7 separate regions of the Mus musculus genome follow, and regions 2, 3, 4, 5, 6 and 7 are each linked to region 1. The links are chromatin contacts, called in public promoter capture Hi-C maps. All regions are on one chromosome and are shown on one strand. The core of a region is the stretch at or near the end of the contact, and the rest is flanking DNA. Distances in the headings are between cores, read along the strand shown. Region 1 holds the start of Dnaaf5 (dynein, axonemal assembly factor 5). Region 2 holds the start of Ache (acetylcholinesterase). Region 3 holds the start of Slc12a9 (solute carrier family 12 (potassium/chloride transporters), member 9). Region 4 holds the start of Eif3b (eukaryotic translation initiation factor 3, subunit B). Region 5 holds the start of Brat1 (BRCA1-associated ATM activator 1). Region 6 holds the start of Zkscan1 (zinc finger with KRAB and SCAN domains 1). Region 7 holds the start of Nyap1 (neuronal tyrosine-phosphorylated phosphoinositide 3-kinase adaptor 1).

Region 1 (2,700 bases), core at 149-2,648:
GGGAAAGGACATCATCCACCGAGTTCCCACTGCCAAACTGGATCACAGTGCCCGTGGCTTCGATAACGGCTACCCGGACCTTCCAGTGCTGGTGGGAGATGGTCTGCATCAGGGGGCCTATCAAGGACTCCGATTGCATGTGGAAGTGCTCTGTGGGATTAGGGAGGCTGCTGGTTATGCGATACAGCTGCATGGGGCCCTGTTCTGTGGCTACCATCAAACCTTCCTCTGGCCTCTGCTAGCCTCAGCTCCCACTTTTTCTCTCCAATGGTGCTGGGAGCTGCTTATGCTCCAGGCATCCGGAGGGATATATACACCTATTTCACAAAGTTGGCTCCCCCCTACCCCCGGGAAGACTTTAAACACTAGGTAGGGCCTCTTAACTTTTCCAAACTCTAGTCTAGAAGGAAAAAAGGGAAAAAGCCCTGATCAAGCAGGGCTGTAGATAGAGGGTAGAAATAAACGAGAAGCAGCCTCCCTTCATCCAGGAAGTTAGTGACCCGTGTCAGAGACAGAGAAGACACTGGAGTAAAGAAACTGAGTTGAGTTGTCCTTTCCCACATGAGTCCCATAACCCAGCATAAAAATGATCATGAAATGGGTGTGACACAGGTCTGAGAGTCTAGCACTTTAGGCTGAAGTAGAAGCAGCGTTATGTTTGACACCAGCCAGGGCTACATGGTGAGATCTCTTGTCTCGTGCCCCCTCCCATCGGAAATGACCTTACGAAGGAACCAGCCCACTTTAGTTCAGTTTCTGGACATCTAGGTAACCAGGGAAGCGGATAGGACGCTCACCCGGAGTGGCACGGGCCAGAGCGGCTGCGCACTCGCAGCCCTCCCGGCGCACCGCAGCGAAGGGGTCGAGCAGCGCGGCCCGCAAGGCGCGCACGGCGTCGTCCAGGTGGGGCGCGAGCGCGGCGCCGCCCAGGTCTACGGCGAGGTGGAGCAGCTGCACGAGGGCGAGACGCAGCTCCTCGCAGGGCTCCGGCGGCGGCCGCGCGAGTTCAGGTCGGGCCAGGCGTGCGCTGAGCGCCGGCAGCAGACGCGGCAGAGCGTCGCGGGGCCGCGCGGCGCGGCGCAGGCCAAGGTCGAGCAGGTGAGCGGCCAGCGCGCGGCAGCCCTCGGCCGGATCGCTTAGAAGCCGCAGCAGGCGCGGCAGCAGCAGACGGGCCCAGGGGCCCTGGAAGGCCGCGGAATCCGCGCCGGGCCGCACCGCCTCTTCCAGTACCTGCTCCAGAGCCTCCAGAGCGCGCCGCCGCCCCAGCTTACTTTCCGTCTCCAGCCCCGGTAGCAGGCGGCTTAGCGCGCGGGTCAGTTCCGCGGCTTCAGCCGCCTCGGTTAAGCCCGGGGCCGCGGCCACCTCCGCCTCCGCCGGCGCCGCCATCTTGAGCGCGTTGCCTGTCTCCAAGGGAACCGGCGCTAGTACGATGGTCCGAGCACGCTTTACGGCAAGACTTCCGGCTGCCTGGGTTGCTCGAGGCTGAGTGTGCGCCCCTTAGGAGTGATGCTGGGGGAGGGGCAGGGAGTAAGGGAGAGGCGGGGCCAGGGAAGTGGGCGGGCAAAGGGCTTAGAGGGCGGAGTGACGGGCAGGAGGACGAGAGAGGCTAAGAGAAGCAAGTGTAATTGGCTAGGTCCGGGAGTCTGGGGTGGGGCGCGAACCTTGAGGGCGAGGCAGAAGACAGCAAGCTCGGCAAGGGCCTTGGGCGAAAGAGGTAGTGGGCGGTACGAGGGGGTTGGTAGGCGGGACACGGGCCTCTTGGGTAGGGGCTTAGTGTAAAGAGAGGGGAATAAGGGATAATGGGAGGGGAAAGAACCAAATAGGCGGGGTGTGGACTTCGGGAGCATTGCAGGAGGTGGCAGGCGGAGCCCTGGTTTTGTGGGCGGGGCGAAGAATAAGGGTCTACGGGAAGGAGGCGGGGCAAGGAGTAGTGGGTTGGATGGGGGGGTAGGTGGGCGGGGCATGGGCCGCGCAGCTGGCTGACAAGTTTCAATAATAGGTGGGGTGCAGGTTTGGGGAAGGGACATAAAGCTCGAGGGAGGGGTGGGGGTCTGAGTAAGGTGAAGCGTGAGGATTGAGGTGCCTGAGACAAGGGCTGACAGGTGGGACGCAGGCCTTAGGGCGTGGCAAATGGCTAGGGGCGAGGCCAAGAGTGGGGCTGTCCTGTGCCTGAGTCTGGAACTTGGCCTGAGTGGCCAAGCTTCTGCAAGCCTGCACCTTCAGGTTCCTTTCCTCAGGGGCAGCTTAAGCTGAGGTTCTTTCTAATGGTGTAGATATGGCTGATCCTTACTGGGTTCCTCAGAGGTCATGAAGAAGTCAAGTGTGAATCTGCCACACGGTCTGACCTCAGTTTAGACATGAGGTATGCTCGATGGCTGGAAGTGTTTTTTTAGGGGGTCAGAGATGGTATTGTCAGTGGTCAGGACCCCCCACTGGGCACTTCCTAGGCCTGACTCAGTGCTGCATGACTTGGGCATCCAAACGAGTCACATCTGAGAACAGGCTTATAATGTTAGGGGTTGGGTTTTGTAACAAATTTGGCCTTTTTTTGTTGTTGACATTAGTTTTGTGGGAAATTGGTGTGAACCCTTAGGTGTTTTGAATGTGGCGTGGAAGCTTTAGGGGAACCATGTAAAATTGCTTAGGGTGGCAAAAGAGTTGTGAAGAGAGGTGACTGGCCAAGCAAAGGCTTGGTGTTAG
Region 2 (2,700 bases), core at 132-2,631, 1.9 Mb after region 1:
GGGTGTGGCCCCTTCGGGAGCTTGCAAGTTATAAGAAAGCACAGCCCAAGCCTCTCCTGGGTTAGCCAAAGCCTTCTGGGGAGTGGGTTGGGCATTCAAGGTATCGGGAGTCCCAGGTTCTGAAGGCATCTTGGAATCTTGTCCAGTCGACACCTTGCCCCACCCTGCTCCGCCTCTCTTCTTTCTGGTACGGCCGGTTGGTACCCGTTTGCTTTACATCAACCGCACCCCTCTCGCCTGACTCCAGCCAACTGTCTCACTCGCCCCTTGTGGGGCTCACCAGAACTCAAGCCCCTATTGCATCCCCATATTGCAATGCCCTCCACTGCCAACCGGGAGCAGTAGAGACCAAGAAGAGGCCAGAGCTCCCCGCCCGAGCCTTGGTGTGGGGGTATCTGGAGAATCGTGAGCATCGCAGAGGGGGTTGAAGGGCGAGCCAGGACGTCTGTGTTCCGGGAGCTCCGGAGATCCCCGTAGCAAAGGCAGGGGCGCTATTTTGGGGGCAACAGCTGCTGTAGTTCCGGCGTCTCCAGCCAAGAGATCAAAATTCCCCGGGTCGGAACTACCCCCTCCGGGTGTTCACCCATCACCCAGCCAGTTCTGGTCGCCTGGATCTGGGGATAGTGGCGTTGTTGGAGATTAACCAGGAAACCCGAGTGGGGCTAATTATAACTCGGGGCTTCCGCTGAGCCTCCTTTTAGAGGGAGGGTGGGAGGGTGAGAGGGAGGGAGGGAGGGAGGGAGGGAAAGAGAGAGACAGAGACACATAGAGAGAGACAGAGTCAGAGAGAGAGAGAGAGAGAGAGAGAGAGAGAGAGAGAGAGAGAGAGAGCGCAGGAGGGGTCCTGGAGCTGGCAAGGGGCTCAGCTGGGTAGGGACGTTGGGGTCGCGGCCCTCGGGATGGGGGGTGGTGCATTCGGGATGTCAGTAACCTGCGCAGTTTGGGCTCCGCCCCAAACAGGGGGCGTCTTCCAGTGTCCCCAGACTTTGAAGAGAGTGGGGAAGGGGCCTTCAGGGGGTCCCTGCAGGAAGGGAGCGCAGAGGCAGCGGCCGGCCCAGCGAGCATCATCAGTAAGTATGCAGCGGCTAGCGGGAGTTTCAGAGGAGTGCGAGGCAGTGGAGGGGCCCCTCTAGGCAGGCCCCACGGGGCAGGAGGTGCAGTAGGAGCTCTGTTGGGGGGCTTCGATCGTTCCAGGATCGCACGTTTCCCCCGGGATGCGGATTGGTCCCGACTCGGTGGAGGGTCCTGGGTGGGTTGGGAGACTCACCTGAGGCGGCCAAGCCGGGCCGGGTCGGGCCGCGCCGGGAGCTGGAGGCGGCCAATGTTCCCCGGCGCAGGCTGAGCCGACAGTGACAGCCGCCTCCGGCCCCCCGCACACACCCCTCCGGGCCGCACGGCGCCCCCGCCCGCCCACTGTCTCCGCCCCCGCCCCTCCCCGCTCCCCCGGGCTGCCACCTCCCCTCCTCCCTCCCTTCAAGCCCCGAGACCCCGGGGAGCGGGAGCCCAGACACACTCCAGTGGTAGATTCAGACAGACCGACAGACCCGCAGACCCGCAGCGGCGGGGCAGACACCCACGTGACAGACGGACCGCAGCCTGCGGAGACACCAGACACCGTTCACGCAGGCGACAGTCTCCTGCGGTGACAAGTCACAGACAGACCGGTCGCCTTTCACGGACGGAAGGACACACTGACAGCTCTAATCCAGAAAGATCAGAGGCCTAATATTTGGCATCTGTAACCAGGACAAAGCTTGGGGCAGGGTAATAAGAGAAGAGACACGAGAAAGCCTGACTGAGGACCCCCTTCAGCTGACACTGGTAGAAAAGATGACGTGGGACATCTCTGTGGAGACGAAAGAACACCTGTAGGAACAAATAACAGAAACACAGGCTCTCCCTTATAGGAAAAGACCCCTGTGGGCAAGAAGAGGTGACACGGGGACAGCTGAGAAGCCAGACCACATAGTGGCAAGCAGAAGGCTGTGGGGAGATGCTACAATGCACTCTGCTGCAGCTCTGGAAACTTCCGGAACCCCCGAGGGTGGGCTTGAGCTAATTCCCCTGACCGGTGACCTCCGGCTGTCATCACAAGGGTCCGGCTGGTCCATGACATCACCGGGCCAAGCTTTCATTGGTTGTTGTGGCTAGCAGGTGGGAGCGGCCTACACTTGGAGCCCCCAGCCTGTTTGGGAGTCCCTTAGACCACACGCCCAGCCTTCTAGGGAGTCTCCCACCTAGCTGCACCTTAGTGACTGTGGGAAGTGTGCAGTTTTGTGCCCACGCGAGATCACTACATGAAAGAGACAACTGGCTCACGGGGTGGGTGGGGGCATCTGGCTCTGGAGCCTGCGGGCCGCTGCTGCGTGGGCGACTGGCCTGCACGCGAGAGCGTGGGGACGTGCGTGCGCGCACGCGATATGGGGCGCTGCGTGGATCTATGGGGGGTAGGGGGACACGTGCACGCATGCTCGCTGTGGACGCCGGGAGCTTTCCCTCGAGCCCCAGACACTCATCACTCATCAGTCACTTCCTCCGAGCAAGGGGCAAAGGCGCGCTGTCTTGCAAAAGGCTGGTCCCCAGAAGATACCAGCGCAGAGTCCAACCTCTCCCAGATATGCGATTTTCATCTCTCCAAACTGCGACATCCCCCCCGCCCCCCCCCCCCGCCCTCCAACCCTCCTGTCCCTGGAGAACCTG
Region 3 (2,700 bases), core at 131-2,630, 1.8 Mb after region 1:
GGTTGACAATCATCCGTACCTATACTCCCATGGGATCCAGCACCCCTTCTAACCTTTATGGCCACTAGGCACGCACGTGGTACACATACATACATGAGACAAAATACTCACATTTAAAAAAAAAATCTAAAGAAAAAAAGCTTCCCATCTTCAGTTCCCTAATCTAATACAACCACAGTAGTAGAACGTGCACTCACAGAATGGTTATGCATATTTAATACAATACCGTGTGAGGGGAAAAATGAATATGTATGTATTGGACTAAAGAGTCAATATGTTAAGGCTTCGTATGTACTATAGCATCACTTAGTGTGCTTGAGGCTCTGTGTTTAATCTCGGGGTGGGTGGGGGCAGTGCTCTTTTAGGAAAATAAATATTTGCATCAGGCTGTGCTGTTACTTATCTGTAATCCCAACACATGGGAGGTATAGGCAGGAGGATCAGAAACACGAAGTCTTCTTCAGCTATGTATTGAAATGGGGCTAGCCCGGTCTACATAAAGAGCGCCCCCACCCATGCCCCCTGCGAGTATACACGGTTAGTTCATCTCTCAACTGCTCTCCTTGAAGGGATGTCTTTTTTAAGTCCCGTTTTATAGATGAGGAAGCGTCGTTGGTAAGACCTGTAAGGGTTGAAGTTGGAGTTTTGGGGTCACAGATAAAGGATTTTTTTTTTCTTTTTTCGAGACAGGGTTTCTCTGTAGCCCTGGCTGTCCTGGAACGCACTCTGTAGACCAGGCTGGCCTTGAACTCAGAAATCCGCCTGCTTCTGCCTCCCAAGTGCTGGGATTAAAGGCATGCGCCACCACTGCCCAGCTCACAGTTACAGGATCTTAGGCACAAAAGCAAGCAGGGTTACCTGCTTATTTACCCGGACCTGAGTCGGGATGGAGGATCACGGCTCCCTCCCGTGGCCGAAGAGAAGAGCGCAGCCTGCGAGCTGAAACTGGACGAGGAGGGGGTCTCCTCTGAATGTGAAAGGGACCAGGCTGGAAGCCCGAGGCACTCTGGGTCTCCCGAGAAGCTGAAATAGTACGACTCCGGCAGGCGCCGACCGACGTCGCTCTCAGTTCCCAGGTGTGTACCTGAGTCAGGTGCCGCGGTTCCGCCCACTCCACTTTTCCGCAGTCGCCACGCGCCCCTTTCAGATATTCCTGGGGGCGTCCTGGAGCTCGGAGTGCAGTCAGACCCTCACCATGGGCATCTGCTAGCATCCTGGCAACGGGGGGCTCTGAGGATCGTGACCCACTACCTTGCAAAAGACACCCGAGACGCACGTGGAACGGTTTGGCTTGCAAGGCAGCGTACGAGAGTGTGGGCGGGGCTTGAGTGTAGACCACACCTTTGAGGCGGGGCTTGAATCGGGACCAATGGGACGCCTTGCTGGGGAGGGCAGGCTCCGGGCCTGACATCCCGGTAGCCCGCTTGCTTTTTCCGGCTCCCTCGCCCCCTCGGTTTATAGCGGAGCCCCACAGGCGCGCTGGGATCACACCGGAGCAGCTTCATTCCTAGGTGGTGAGTGAGCACCCTGCGGCACCCAGATGCAGGGTGCACTTGGCCGGCTGGAGCCAGATGCCTGTCCCCCCCGCCCCCCCCCAGGCATCCAGTTACTGAAGCAAGTGGACAAGAGCGGGTGGGTGGGGGAGGAGGACCCTGGGGATCCTGTGTGGCTGATGCTAGGCTGCCTGCATTTGTGTTTGGACAATTGATGGCTCTGTTTGGATTGATAGAGTTTGGAGGGCTCATTGTAGAGATTAGAAAAATCTGGTCAGGATTGAGATGGGTTGAGGGACAGGGGTGATACAAGGTGGAGCTTTGAGAGCTTTGAAAGTTTCTTATTGCCCATGTGTGAGGTGCTGTATTGAGGGTACTCGACAGGAGCAGCATAGGACTTGGGAGGAGGTGTTTACTGGTAATAGCTAACTTCCCTTTGAGGAGATCTTCTTCCCCTCTTGTTGCCAATTAAGGCGAGACCTATTTGACAAGGGGATCTGTGTCCCTTTCGCAGACTCACTGCTACCCCTAGTTTCAGAGGCACGGAGGATGACACGGTCCCTAAGAACTGAAAGGGACCCTGATTATTTAAACACCAGGGTCCGAGAGTGGGGAAGTTGCTGGGACAGTTTTGAGTTTCTGTGCCCTGTGTGTGTGTGTGTGTGTGTGTGTGTGTGTGTGTATCCTTTGCAACTCTCCTTTTGAGGAAACTGAGTGTTTAATTAGGGTTTTGTTTAGGGAGAGAGGGTCTGTGGTATTGCTATCCAGCCACTAAAACCTCTTTTTACAGGTCTCCTAGCCCTTTTGTGGCTTCCTCTGCTGGCGTTCAGCAATGGCCAGCGAGAGCTCCCCTCTTTTGGCCTACCGGCTTCTGGGGGAAGAGGGGGCTGCCTTCCCTCCCAATGGAGCTGGAGTATCTGGAGTGCCATCATCCCGCAAGCTCTCCACCTTCCTGGGTGTGGTGGTGCCCACGGTTCTGTCCATGTTTAGCATAGTCGTGTTTCTGAGGATTGGTGAGTAGAGGAGGGAATTATTGGGAAGGGGCTAAGGCTAGGGATGGACCCTAGTACATGTGGTCAGATGGAGGGTAAGGCCCCTTGAGGCCTTGTGTGTGGCTCTGCTGTGGGACTGTGCTGGCCAGTGGGATGGGGGGAAGGGGGAGAGGTATATAAGCATCCCTTGTGACCTGCTTTTCTCCCCCTGTGCA
Region 4 (2,700 bases), core at 67-2,566, 1.3 Mb before region 1:
GACCCTGTTTCACAACAAAACAAAACAACCCCCACAAACATACAAAAGGATTAAGTCAAACAATGGTGACATCAAATGACGACCTCTTGAAATATTGTAAGTTCTAAGTTGACAACTATATTGGGGCGCTGAATTTTCATGGTAGTTCAAAAGCAATTGTTTGGGAGTACATGTCTGTAGGACCAGCACCGTGAAAACTGAGAAGAACCAAGAGTTCAATTTCAGCCTGAACTACATAGAGAGGCCCTGTCTCGTTTAAAAAAAAAAAAAAAAAAGTGGTGTTCTTAGGCCCTTTGGCCCTTGGTATTAGCCACACCAACACATGAAGGAACTGGCTCAAGTGAAGTTGAAACGGCAGAGGAACACATGCTATCAACTGTCAAAAAAGATTTTAGGAATCTGGCTCCTGTGCAGGTAGACAGAAACAATGCCTTTAAAAAGCCAGTCACCATAGAAGAAATCATGAAGTAAGCGGCCAAACGAACAATGTGAAAAAGCAATGGTCCAGGGTACCGACCTAGTAAAAGGAAGCAGGTTGGTAATGTGCTTGGGTCCGATGGCAATGCCTTACTACGGAAACCATTGGGAACACAGCAACTGGTCAACCCTGGAAACCCTTGGCCAGGAAACTGGAATGCCCCCAGATAGTCCTGTTCGTCCTGCCCTCCACCAACCCCCAGGTGCAAGGGCTTGCCGCAGAAACGGACTCCCCAAATGGTCCCCCACTGTAGAGGAAACAAGATCGTTGTAACCGGGAGACCTCGCGCCCTGGCCGGGGACACGATCGCCCTTACCTTCCTCGCTCACGTCGTCTACGAAATCCTCGGGGTCGCTGAAGGAGGGCTCATCTGCCTCTCCGTTCTCCAGAGCCCGCGGCTCCGCCTCAGCCGCGCTCCCATCAGACCCGCCCTCCTCCTCCGCTCCAGCCGAGGGGTGCCCCCGGGCCTGCTCGCCAACGGCCTCTGCCTTCCCGGGAGCAGAGGGCTCCTGCGACGGGGACCGCTCCGCCGACTGCGGCGTGGGCGAGGCGGCCGGACTCGTCGCCGTTTCCTCTTCGGATTGGGCCGCCGGCTTGGCCCTCACTTCGGGCTCCGGTCCGGCCTCGGCGTCTTCTTCGGCGTCTTCCGTCTGCCCCACTTCGGACCCCCCAGACCCTGCCGCCTCGTCCGTCGGCGGCGACTCGGAGGCCGGCTGCTGCCTCGCGGGCTCAGCCCGCTCCTCGGCCGCCTCGGGCACCGCCACGTTCTCAGCGTCCTGCATGGGCCCGCGCTGCTTCTCACCCGGCTCGGCCGCCCTGCTTCCGACTCCCAGAAGTCACCGCGCGCCGCTAGCGCGGAGCCATGTGCGTGCAGCGATGGGATCGTACCAAGATGTGGCTCGGGGGAGACACCCACGCCCTCATTCCTCACGATCAGCCCGAGAAAACTCAGATATGCATAAAAATCTAGAAACAATTAAAATAATAAGTTTCAAGATATGCAAGTTTATTTATAGCCCAAAAGGTTTTTTAAGGTAGCAAATAAATTCACAAGGATATGTGGCTCCCCCATTCTAGCTAAGAAATAGTTGCGTCCAAGATGGTAGAAGTTCCTTTGCCTCTCCCAGCGGGCGCTACGGGGAAGGACTGTACTATCTGGGGAGCATCAAGTGGATTCTCAAATGATTAACACGCGTAACTGTATGAAGACAAAATATGTGACCATAAAATAATGCCAAGACAACTGAAAGCTCCACACATGATTCTTTGTAAGCTTTGCTTTTAATCAGACAGACTGCTTGACTGACATGACTGGCTTCGCTCCCCCGTAAGGTCTTGCATTTTAGACCGGTCCACTGACGGGGCAAAAGAACGAAGGGTTCCAAAATTACGCGAGGAGCTCGCCGACAACCAGGGGCCGCCAACACACACAAGAATGACTGCCCGCACAATGCAGAGTCGTGTGATGAGCGGCTTTAATCTCAATGGCCATCCTCACTGCAGCGGCTCGCAATTTAGCGTTGGCCCCAGACGTGAAAGTCACTGTGATTCTGTCTGCCGGTGACTGCGGTCTTCACGCGCGGGAGAGCGCGATCACGTGGGCCAGCGTGGGGTGGACGGGACGGAACCTTCGTGGAGTGACCAGGGGGACCCCAAGAGTGGTTTGCTTGAAAAGATAGTCAAGATTTTTGATACTTCCAGTTCAAAGTTTCGAAAATCTTAATAAGAACTAGTTGAGGGGACTAAGAGCTTAAGAACACAAGTTTCGCTCTCAGTACCCATATGGTAGTTTACAACCATCTCTTAACTCGAATTTTTTTTTATGCGTATCAGTGTTCTGCCAGCAAGTCTGTCTGTGCACCGTGTACAAGCGGAGGCCGAAAGAAGGCATCGTATCACGCGCAGGACTTAGAGTAGACAATTATGAACCGCATGTCGTTGCTGGCAATAGAACCCAGGCTCTCTAGAAGAGCAGGCAATGCTCTGAACTGTTGAGCCTAATTTAAAAGACAAAACAACAACAAAAACAGTTGAGTCACCTCTCTGGTCCCAGATCATTCCTAAGAAAAAACAAACAAAACTTTCCTTTTTTTTTTTTTTTAAAGGACCTGTTAGTTGACCAGGAAGCATAGACTTGGAATCCCAGCACTGGGGAGACTGAGGCAGAAAGATCATGCCAGCCTGTGCGATATAAAGACTAAACCACAAAACATGTGAACACG
Region 5 (2,700 bases), core at 41-2,540, 1.6 Mb before region 1:
CAAAACAAGGTAGGTGCGTGCTCTGCAAACTCCTAATGTGAACTGTGGTCGGAGCCAATGGGACTGTCACTACATGACTCCACAGTTCAGGTCAGTCCCTAGTACTCCATCTCCCCTCTCCCTGATCAGCCACAGCCACAGGGCCTCAAGGAAATGAAGTAAAGACACCACGTGGATGGACAATTCTCTAAGCCGTGTCCTCACCTGCCTCTGTCACTGTTTTAAACCAGTCCAGCAGTTTCTCCAAGCAGGTGTCATCTGCCACCAGCTGTCTGGGATCTGCCAAAACAGCACAGAGAGCCGGGAGGAGCCTGGAGCATTCTGGGTCCATGATCAGGCAGGCAGTTCCTACAGAGGAAGGGAGAGGTCAGCCACAGATTTGATACCAACTACCCTAGTTACAGGCAGCCTAACTGGGGGATGGGCCCAGACAACTTCACGTGGACCAGAACTCTTTTTTTTTTTTTCCTGAGACAGAGTTTCTTTGTGTAGCCTTGGCTGTCCTGGAACTCACTCTGTAGACCAGGCTGGCCTCGAACTCAGGAATCCGCCTGCCTCTGCCTCCCAAGTGCTGGGATTAAAGGCAAGCCACCACTGCCCTGTGGACCAGAACTCTTAAGTCCACAAAGATGCTAAGCTCAGTCCAGGGGAACCTGGACAAGAGGATTGAGCCCTAGAAGCTGCTCTGTGGGTGAGGACAGGTTAGTCAGAGCCACAAGGCCTTTGCTGTCAAAGCCTGTTAACTTGGGGGTTTGGTGTTATGGGGTGGGGGTGTAGCTGTCTATTAACCTAGCTGCGAGAACAGTCAGGGGATCAGCCAGGTGCGCAGGAGACTGTTCACCCAGGCACCTGATCCCTAAATCCGTTCCCAACGGTCAAGAGAAACCTGGATGAGACAATCCTCCAAGCCACGGAGGAGTGCGCAGGAAGGTGGGTGTCACAGCCCAAGTCGATAGAGGCTGCAAGTGACAACCCCGCGGCCTCCAACTAAGTGTCTCTTCAAGACAGAAATATGCATCTTGGAGGGCAATGATTTTTGTGCTGTCTGGACCCTGACATGCATCGTCCGTACCTCCCAAATCCGGGTAAGAGGTGCGCTCTCGGCGACTGCGAGTTAGCCTAGGGGTTCTAATCCCGCCCCCGCATCCCTCCGCTACGGGAATTAGGCCCGAGAGTGCAAAATGCACCATTAGACTGCCTGGCCGAAGCTCGAACTCCGCCTTACCAGGATCTCCACCCCGGCCTGCGTGCGCCTCGCCCGCTGAGGTTCCGGTGTCTAAGGCAGGCCCCGCCTTCCCCTCCGCAAATTCCGCTTTACGCTGGCCGAGGCCCCGCCCTCCCCAGGTCCTGCCCCATCTCAGAGTTCGCTTCACGCAACGCGAGCCTGGCCCAACAGCACAGGCCCCGCCCCGCCGCGGGAATTGGCTCCACCTCGCCAGCTTCAAGTCTCACTCCGCCTTCAACGAGGCCCCACCCCTCAGACACCGCCCCTGACGGAAGTTCCTCTCCACGTTGCTATAGGCTCCGCCCCTCAGTGTTGCTCGGGTTTCCGTCTCCACAGGCCCCGCCCTAAGTCTGTACCACGTGACGGACATGGGGAGGGGTGTAAAGAGCGGGGTTGACGCGCTTGGAGACCAGTGATGACCCTGCCGTTCCGATCACCCCTAAGGTTCAAACCCTGTAAACGCGCTCCAGCTGTGTGCAGTTTGGCATTTTCACACTGTATCAATCTCTCGGAATTATCACGTCCCCGCCAGGGCGTTCTATGGTACGTGCCCACGCAGGCAGTGGGCGGAGCGTCCCCAGGCGGGCTCGGTGTGGGCGTGGCTTTCCGCTGGGAGGCAAGGCCTCGCTGGCCTCAGGCCACGTGTCTAGGCTTTTTTTTTTTTCCTTTGGTTTTTCGAGACAGGGTTTCTCTGTACAGCCCTGGCTGTCCTGGAACTCACTTTGTAGACCAGGCTGGCCTCGAACTCAGAAATCCGCCTGCCTCTGCCTCCGGAGTGCTGGGATTAAAGGCGTGCACCACCACACCCGCCTTGTGTCTAGGCTTTTAAGGTCTCCGAATTTTACTGGGTCTTCTAGCCCTTGCTTTCAGCTTTAGCGTTAGGTGTGGGCAGCAGCAGGTGAGTCAGCACAGCCGGTGCTGAAACCCTCGGTTCCCACAGCGGGTAGCGCTAAACTCCGGGGTCTAGAGTGTCAGGACCCTCCAGTCACCAAAGCCTGTATTTCTGTAGCTCTTCACAGCCCCAGTCCTCTATCCCCGCTTGCCTTCTGTCTGCCATCCATTGTTACCAACTCTTCACAACTTCAGCCTGCTCTTCTAATAAAGATTAAAAGTAGGCCATCGGGAACTAGAGAGATGGGTCAGTGGTAAAGAATACCTTTTACTCTTCCAGAGGAACAGAGTTTGGTTCCCAGCCCCGAGGTCTCACACACACACATACACACACACACACACACACACAATCTCTTTTAGGGCATGGTTCCCGAATGCCTAGAGATAGAGTAAGATAATGCTCATCTGCCCTGGAAATCAGACCTGTGAGCTTGGTTGTCTCTATCTTGGTAATGGGAGACCCCAGCATGTTGGGCTTCTGCAGAAAATATCACTGCAGGCTGGAGAGATGGCTCAGCTGTTGAGAGCACTGACTGCTCTTCCTAGAAGTCCTGAGTTCAATTCCCAGCAACCACATGGTGGCT
Region 6 (2,700 bases), core at 136-2,635, 1.1 Mb after region 1:
TTTTTCCTGTTTCCTTCATGGAGACATGAAGTAGAGGATCAACAAAAGAAAATAGCATTCAGCCGCAGGCATTTCTGTAAGTTAACAAAGATGATCCTGAATAAAATAACAAGTAAGAATCTTGTGTGGTAATTGAAAGAGGACACAAACCTGAAAGAAAAAAAACATCTGGATAATTCTTCACTACAGTTTCCTTATAATAAAGGTATTTTCCCACATTTGGCCAGCTTTTCTAGTAACTTCACTTGATGTGGTTACAATGAATTCTTCATAATTCCAACAAGTATTTATTGACTGCTTTCAATCCGCCTAGCACTGCCCTGTACAATAAATGCTTTCTTTGGTCCCAGGCCATGGAACAGCCACTCTCTATAATCAATGTGTGTGTGTGCTGTGTGTGTGTAGGGAGGGGAAGGAAGGGGGAACTTCAAACTAAATGAGCTGCCTTTTTTTTTTTTTAAATTACAATTACATTTACCAACTCCACTCATTTCAAGTTTGAAGAACCTTTTTGAGCAAAGGTAGTTAATTTTATGGATAATAAAACTGACAGTTGGCAAATGTCTAATCTCATCTAAGGTCATTAAGCTGATCAATCTCCTACTGGCCCAGTGTGGTTTCTCCCAGATACCCTTCACGTCTCACTCATTGCAATCAAGCAAGGTGAACTAACACTCCACTAATCTCCCAGATAGCACAGTTAAACAGGCTTAAACCAGCAAGAGGTCTTGAAGCATTGCATAAAGCTGACAGCCGGCTGTTAATTTCTACTAGATCTTTTAACCACCGTCAAGCCGCCAGCGCTTTCGCTCAGCGTTGGGAGATGGAAAGACAGAAAAGCAAGTGATCCGGAAATGTTTTCGGAACCTCAAACCTGTACAGAGCTCAAGGTCTTCCGCGTCGTTTATCTCAAGATTCTCAAGGACCCAAGACGCCCGGAGAAGTAAACGACAGCAATAAAACGAAAACCACACAAAACACTTTCCCCTGCAACCACAGCAAATGGCGACAGGAGGGGGGGAGGGGGAGAAGAATCCAGACACGGGGATCACGTCCATTTGTGATCTTGTCCTCAGAAATGTTATACAAGGATGATGACATGAAAGAGCTCCCCACTGACCCCAGAGATTCGAGCACCGCCGGGACCCCGCAGGGCTCCTTTCCAAGTCCCCCCGGGTGGTCACACGGTCCACCCTCGCAGCCCGCCCGTCCTCCGAGAGTCCGCCATGAGACTCACCGTGAGTCTCCGGAGCGGCCTGGGGACGCCGGGCGACCAAGCACAGCTTGCTCTGGGTTCAACCCGACCGAAGGGCACTGCACACCGACATAGGCCCTCCCAATACCTCGCCACAGGCACAATGAGTCACAAAGACCGGAAGTAGGTCAGCACCTCATCTTCCGGGATCGAGTTGAGCTTCCGGGTCTCCTCTAGGAACACGGGAGGACTTTGCATCTCGGTTTCTGAATTTCTTGTTCCGAGTCTCCCTACCCAACACCCCCCCCCCCCCAGCCCTGATTGCCTGTCTTCAATTCCAGAGGTGACAGATAGAGATAAAGTGATCCTGTTTAGGGTGTTCAGGTTTTTTTTTTTTCCTGATGTAGTATTTTTCAGCTCTATATTTGTTACTTTCTTCCCCATCTTTTCCATCTTGGGCAGTTATCAATAATAGTAATTGTATGCCTGTGGCAGAGAAGCTGAAGCAAGGGTGTAGATGGAGTTAGATCAAAGCCAAGCCAGGGGTGTCTGGTTTCACAGATCAGCCCTGGTGAGGTTTGCCAGTTGAGTGCATGGTGTTTCCAGATATGTGGCCCGAGGATAAAAGACTATCTTTCAGTAAACAAGCTACTTACACTGGTTCTGTAGAATATGCTATTATAGCACTTTAAAAGGATCTTTCAGAGGAATTACAGACGCTCAACAATTACTGCCTTTATCTCTTTGCCTTGTGGGCAATACAGAAATGAGGCTCCACCTTATAGAAGGCTCTATATCAAAGGCAAGTCCACAAGGAAGAGACCATACAGCATGGGGGAGATAACTTTATAAAACAATACTCCAAAATTAAAAAGCAATTGAAGTATTGTTCCTTTTTTATTAATTGATTATTAATTAATTCACTTTACATCCCAATATCAGCCCCCCTTCTCCCAGTGATAGGTTATTTCTCCGCCAGTGAAACGAGCCCATTCAGGCTAGATTATATTATAATAAAGGCAGGTTTATTGGGAAGCTGCTCTTGGTAGAGTTCACTGGCCCCAAGGATTGAGGCAGGAGAGTTGCAATGGGAGGGGAGGCAGAAAGAGAAAGGGCTTACATGCAGAGAAAGAAGAGAAGGAGAAGGAGGAGAGCAAAATGTTTGGATTATAAAGGGAAGAGTCTCTGGGGAAGGGCAGCCCAAGCCCTGGGATGGAAAGTTCAAGGCTGGGGGCAGGGTATACCAGGTAGGATCTGAGGGATGCTGGGAGAACCTGAAGACCAGGTCTGTTTTGATATGTAAAATATTCATCTCAGTCCCCTCTTCTGGGGTCCAAAACCAAACACCCAAAACCGCCTTAGGCAAGTCATCCTCCAATTCCACCTTCCCCTATTTGCAGTATTGTTAAAGGAAACAAGGAGCCAGCCATTCACTTGGAGAAGTAGGAGAAACCTTTATTCATGCATGGACTACAAAGCACGCTTGTGCTTTGAAGGGTTCAGTC
Region 7 (2,700 bases), core at 176-2,675, 1.4 Mb after region 1:
GCTAGCCTAGTCTTCAGAGTGTGTTCTAGGACAGCCTGGGCTACACAGAGAAACCTTGTCTGAAAATTTTTAAAAAGCCACAGTCTTGCTCGTCTTGTCTGTCATATTTTCGCCATAGTAAAAATGGCTGTAGTAGCTGCAGTCAGGAAACAAGCTTCCCACGTACCCTTACTCCTCCAAACTGGATCCCTATATAGGCTGCTGGTTTACAAAGTGCTTACAACCCTCTTCCTTCCTAAGGTCTTTATTTATAGTCGCATGTAGGCCACGGTCGGCTTTGAACTTGTGTAGCAGAGGATGACCTTGAACTGAAGCGCCTCTTGATTCTACCTGAGGAATGCTGGGATCACAGGTGTGTGCCGCAGCGTGTCAAGCCTCAGTAAGGTTAATCGAGGCAAGTGTGAAATGAGACATGGCTCAGACAAGCAGTGGGATGTGCTTGGGGCCACACAACACACCTGCATAGATTTTGCCGCATTGAAAAGCGTCCACAGGTACCAGGGATTAGGATGTGCATATTTTGCAGGGGATATCTCCCCCCCCCCCCCCCCCCCCAGTCCTTGGCGGATACAGCAGAGGTCTTCTCGATGCTAATTTACCCAACCACAAAGCTATCCACGTAAGGAATTTGTCAGAGCTCTGATGAGAAAAGGTCAAAAGAGGGGAGGGGTGAGGTCACATCCCTAACCACTCCCAGGTGGTGCCCCTGGTGGTCTCCCGCACGGGCCAACCTGGTGCGCTCAGATCCTGGCGGGCGGCGCCCACGGAGTCAAAGGTTAGTAAGGAATGACTTGGAGCGCGGGGGCGGACGCGCGGAAGACTTTGAGCCCCACACGGTGGAACAAGGTCCGGGCGCCTGGGAGGCTGCAAGGGGAGGAGGCCCAGCACCGCCAGCCAATTCTCGTGCCCTCCCCGCACCTAGGGCGGGGTGGCAGGGTGGGGGCACGGCGGGGACTAAGCCAAGGGAGCACGCCCCCTGCTGAGCAGATGCGCTGATCTCCAGGCAGGCGACTCGGAGTCCCTCTGCCCGCCTCACCGCTTGGTAGCACCCAGGGGCCGCAGCCGCAGCCTCCCACCCGGGAGCACTAAGGCGCACCGGGTTCGCGGGTGGGTGCGACCTCCAGGCTTCCGCTGGGGGGCGCCGCTGAGCACCCCGCTCCGCTTAGGGCTTGGGAGACCCAACCCAGCACAACACGGCTGAGTAGGGGGCGCGGGTCGGCGAGAACCAGACGCCCGAAAGCTGCGGAGCGGAACTCCCACACCCCAAGACCATCCTCTCAAGATCCCCTGTACGCTCCGCAGTCCTTGCACCCTCCACCCTAACCTCCTGGTGCAGCGCCGCACCGCCGTTCCCGCTCTGCCCTTGGAGGGTGTGGAAGGGTGGGTTTGGGGCCGGGGGCGGGTCTGGGGGCGGACCCGGAGGCGGGGCTGTCTCTGCGGCAGGGCCCAGTTCGGCTCCCCCAGTCTCTCTCTGTCTCTCCTCCTCCCTCCTCCTGCTCCGGGCGGAGCCCGGCATGGGGGGGCCGGCGCCCGGCAGGCCAGGTACGGTGATGTAGAAACTGGGGAGGCTTCATGCGGGGAGGTGGTGATGGGGGGACTACGGGTAGGGAGGAATTGGCGGGGCGAGAGGCGGAGACACCCAGGGTAGCAGGACAAGGGGAAGAGGAGGGGGTGCCCCGGGAACCTGGGGCCCTTGGATGGAAAAGGGGGGGGGGGTTAAAGCAGGCCAGGTTTGGAACAAACTGGGGAAGGAGGAGGACGGCTGTGAGGAGGGGCTCCAGGGAGGAGACGTGAAGCTGAAGGCGAAAGGGAGAGAGTGTGTTTGGGGGAAGGGACGCAAAGCGCAGGTATGGAGGCCGAAGCCCAGAAGGTTGCTATGGGGCCAGACTGGAGACCCCCGCCAGGGTGGGATTCAAGGGCGGGACTACTAGGGGGGAGCCGGGGGTTCTCCCAAATCCTGGAGCAGACAGAAGGTAGATTGATTTGGGCTATCAGCAAGAGGAGGGAGGCAGAAACCATTGCTGAGGGACCAGGGAGCTGGAATAGAGGTGGACGGAGGTCCAGGCCCAGGATTGGAAAAGCGGGGACTCCGGAGAGTGAAGGTAGATGGATGGATGGGATTTCAGTTGCCCAACTCAGTATCACCATCCTTCCTTCAGCATCCCCACCCTGCCCTGATGAACCCCCCACTAAGCCTCAGGGCCTAAAAGAGGGTAGGAAGCCTAACTCCCCCCCCCCCCAAGCTGGGTGCAATGTACGCAAGTAGGCCCTGAGCACAACTTGTCTGTAGGTGTGGCCAATTCCATAGCAGATTTGTGTGCTAGAGGTCTGTGTGTATCTATCAGTGGGTGTGTCTGTGGGTGTTTATGTCTGTGTGTGTTGTTCCTGGGTTTGTGTTTACCTGTGCCCCTTTATGTCTGTCCCTATTTGTAGATATGTCTGTGGCCTGTGGTGTGTCTAAATATGCTGTGTCCCTACAGAGTTGCTGTATGCTTGTGAGGTCTGTCTGTCTGTGGTGGTTCGGGATATATTTACACAGAATGGGAATCTGTGCCAACCTGATCGCTCAGTGTCTGTGGCTCCAAACACCTTTGTCAGGGTGTGTGATTCTGGACACACACACTTCTATGGCTGCCTGTCTGGGAGGGGTTCCCTAAACTGTATGGGATATTCTGTGCCTGTGTTTTCCTTTTCTGAAGA

Evidence for each region. Promoter capture Hi-C pulls out the DNA fragments that hold promoters and counts their contacts.
Region 2: a promoter capture Hi-C map of liver shows a contact between it and region 1, with 3 times the contacts expected there. The contact joins the promoter of Ache here to the promoter of Dnaaf5 in region 1. A contact is called at or near these places in 2 of 39 promoter capture datasets (both in liver).
Region 3: a promoter capture Hi-C map of liver shows a contact between it and region 1, with 4 times the contacts expected there. The contact joins the promoter of Slc12a9 here to the promoter of Dnaaf5 in region 1. A contact is called at or near these places in 3 of 39 promoter capture datasets (hippocampal neurons, liver and pre-B cells).
Region 4: a contact with region 1 is called in a promoter capture Hi-C map of pre-B cells, with 2.8 times the contacts expected there. The contact joins the promoter of Eif3b here to the promoter of Dnaaf5 in region 1. A contact is called at or near these places in 2 of 39 promoter capture datasets (liver and pre-B cells).
Region 5: a contact with region 1 is called in a promoter capture Hi-C map of pre-B cells, with 2.3 times the contacts expected there. The contact joins the promoter of Brat1 here to the promoter of Dnaaf5 in region 1. A contact is called at or near these places in 2 of 39 promoter capture datasets (liver and pre-B cells) and 1 of 484 Hi-C or Micro-C datasets (muscle stem cells).
Region 6: a promoter capture Hi-C map of hippocampal neurons shows a contact between it and region 1, with 2.2 times the contacts expected there. The contact joins the promoter of Zkscan1 here to the promoter of Dnaaf5 in region 1. A contact is called at or near these places in 1 of 39 promoter capture datasets (hippocampal neurons) and 1 of 115 datasets of contacts at active chromatin or transcription factors (bone marrow-derived macrophages).
Region 7: a promoter capture Hi-C map of hippocampal neurons shows a contact between it and region 1, with 4 times the contacts expected there. The contact joins the promoter of Nyap1 here to the promoter of Dnaaf5 in region 1. A contact is called at or near these places in 2 of 39 promoter capture datasets (hippocampal neurons and liver).

Annotation. Positions count from the first base shown.
Region 1 is chr5:139,148,933-139,151,632 of GRCm38.p6, reverse strand. It overlaps Dnaaf5 (dynein, axonemal assembly factor 5), which reads right to left and starts at 1,398. Exons shown (of 13, transcript NM_001081265.2): 1 at 798-1,398; 2 at 1-150. The coding sequence starts at 1,386. It also overlaps a transcript of Prkar1b not described here.
Region 2 is chr5:137,286,935-137,289,634 of GRCm38.p6, reverse strand. It overlaps Ache (acetylcholinesterase), which reads right to left and starts at 1,381. Exons shown (of 5, transcript NM_009599.4): 1 at 1,268-1,381. It overlaps Gm42456 (a long non-coding RNA gene), which reads left to right and starts at 991. Exons shown (of 4, transcript XR_003955815.1): 1 at 991-1,070.
Region 3 is chr5:137,332,262-137,334,961 of GRCm38.p6, reverse strand. It overlaps Slc12a9 (solute carrier family 12 (potassium/chloride transporters), member 9), which reads left to right and starts at 1,380. Exons shown (of 14, transcript NM_031406.3): 1 at 1,380-1,514; 2 at 2,284-2,506. The coding sequence starts at 2,326.
Region 4 is chr5:140,417,921-140,420,620 of GRCm38.p6, reverse strand. It overlaps Eif3b (eukaryotic translation initiation factor 3, subunit B), which reads right to left and starts at 1,316. Exons shown (of 19, transcript NM_133916.2): 1 at 795-1,316. The coding sequence starts at 1,260.
Region 5 is chr5:140,703,601-140,706,300 of GRCm38.p6, reverse strand. Brat1 (BRCA1-associated ATM activator 1) reads right to left here and starts at 1,290. Exons shown (of 14, transcript NM_181066.3): 1 at 1,226-1,290; 2 at 205-348. The coding sequence starts at 331.
Region 6 is chr5:138,083,769-138,086,468 of GRCm38.p6, reverse strand. Zkscan1 (zinc finger with KRAB and SCAN domains 1) reads right to left here and starts at 1,385. Exons shown (of 6, transcript NM_133906.4): 1 at 1,238-1,385.
Region 7 is chr5:137,739,893-137,742,592 of GRCm38.p6, reverse strand. It overlaps Nyap1 (neuronal tyrosine-phosphorylated phosphoinositide 3-kinase adaptor 1), which reads left to right and starts at 1,425. Exons shown (of 7, transcript NM_001347505.1): 1 at 1,425-1,542.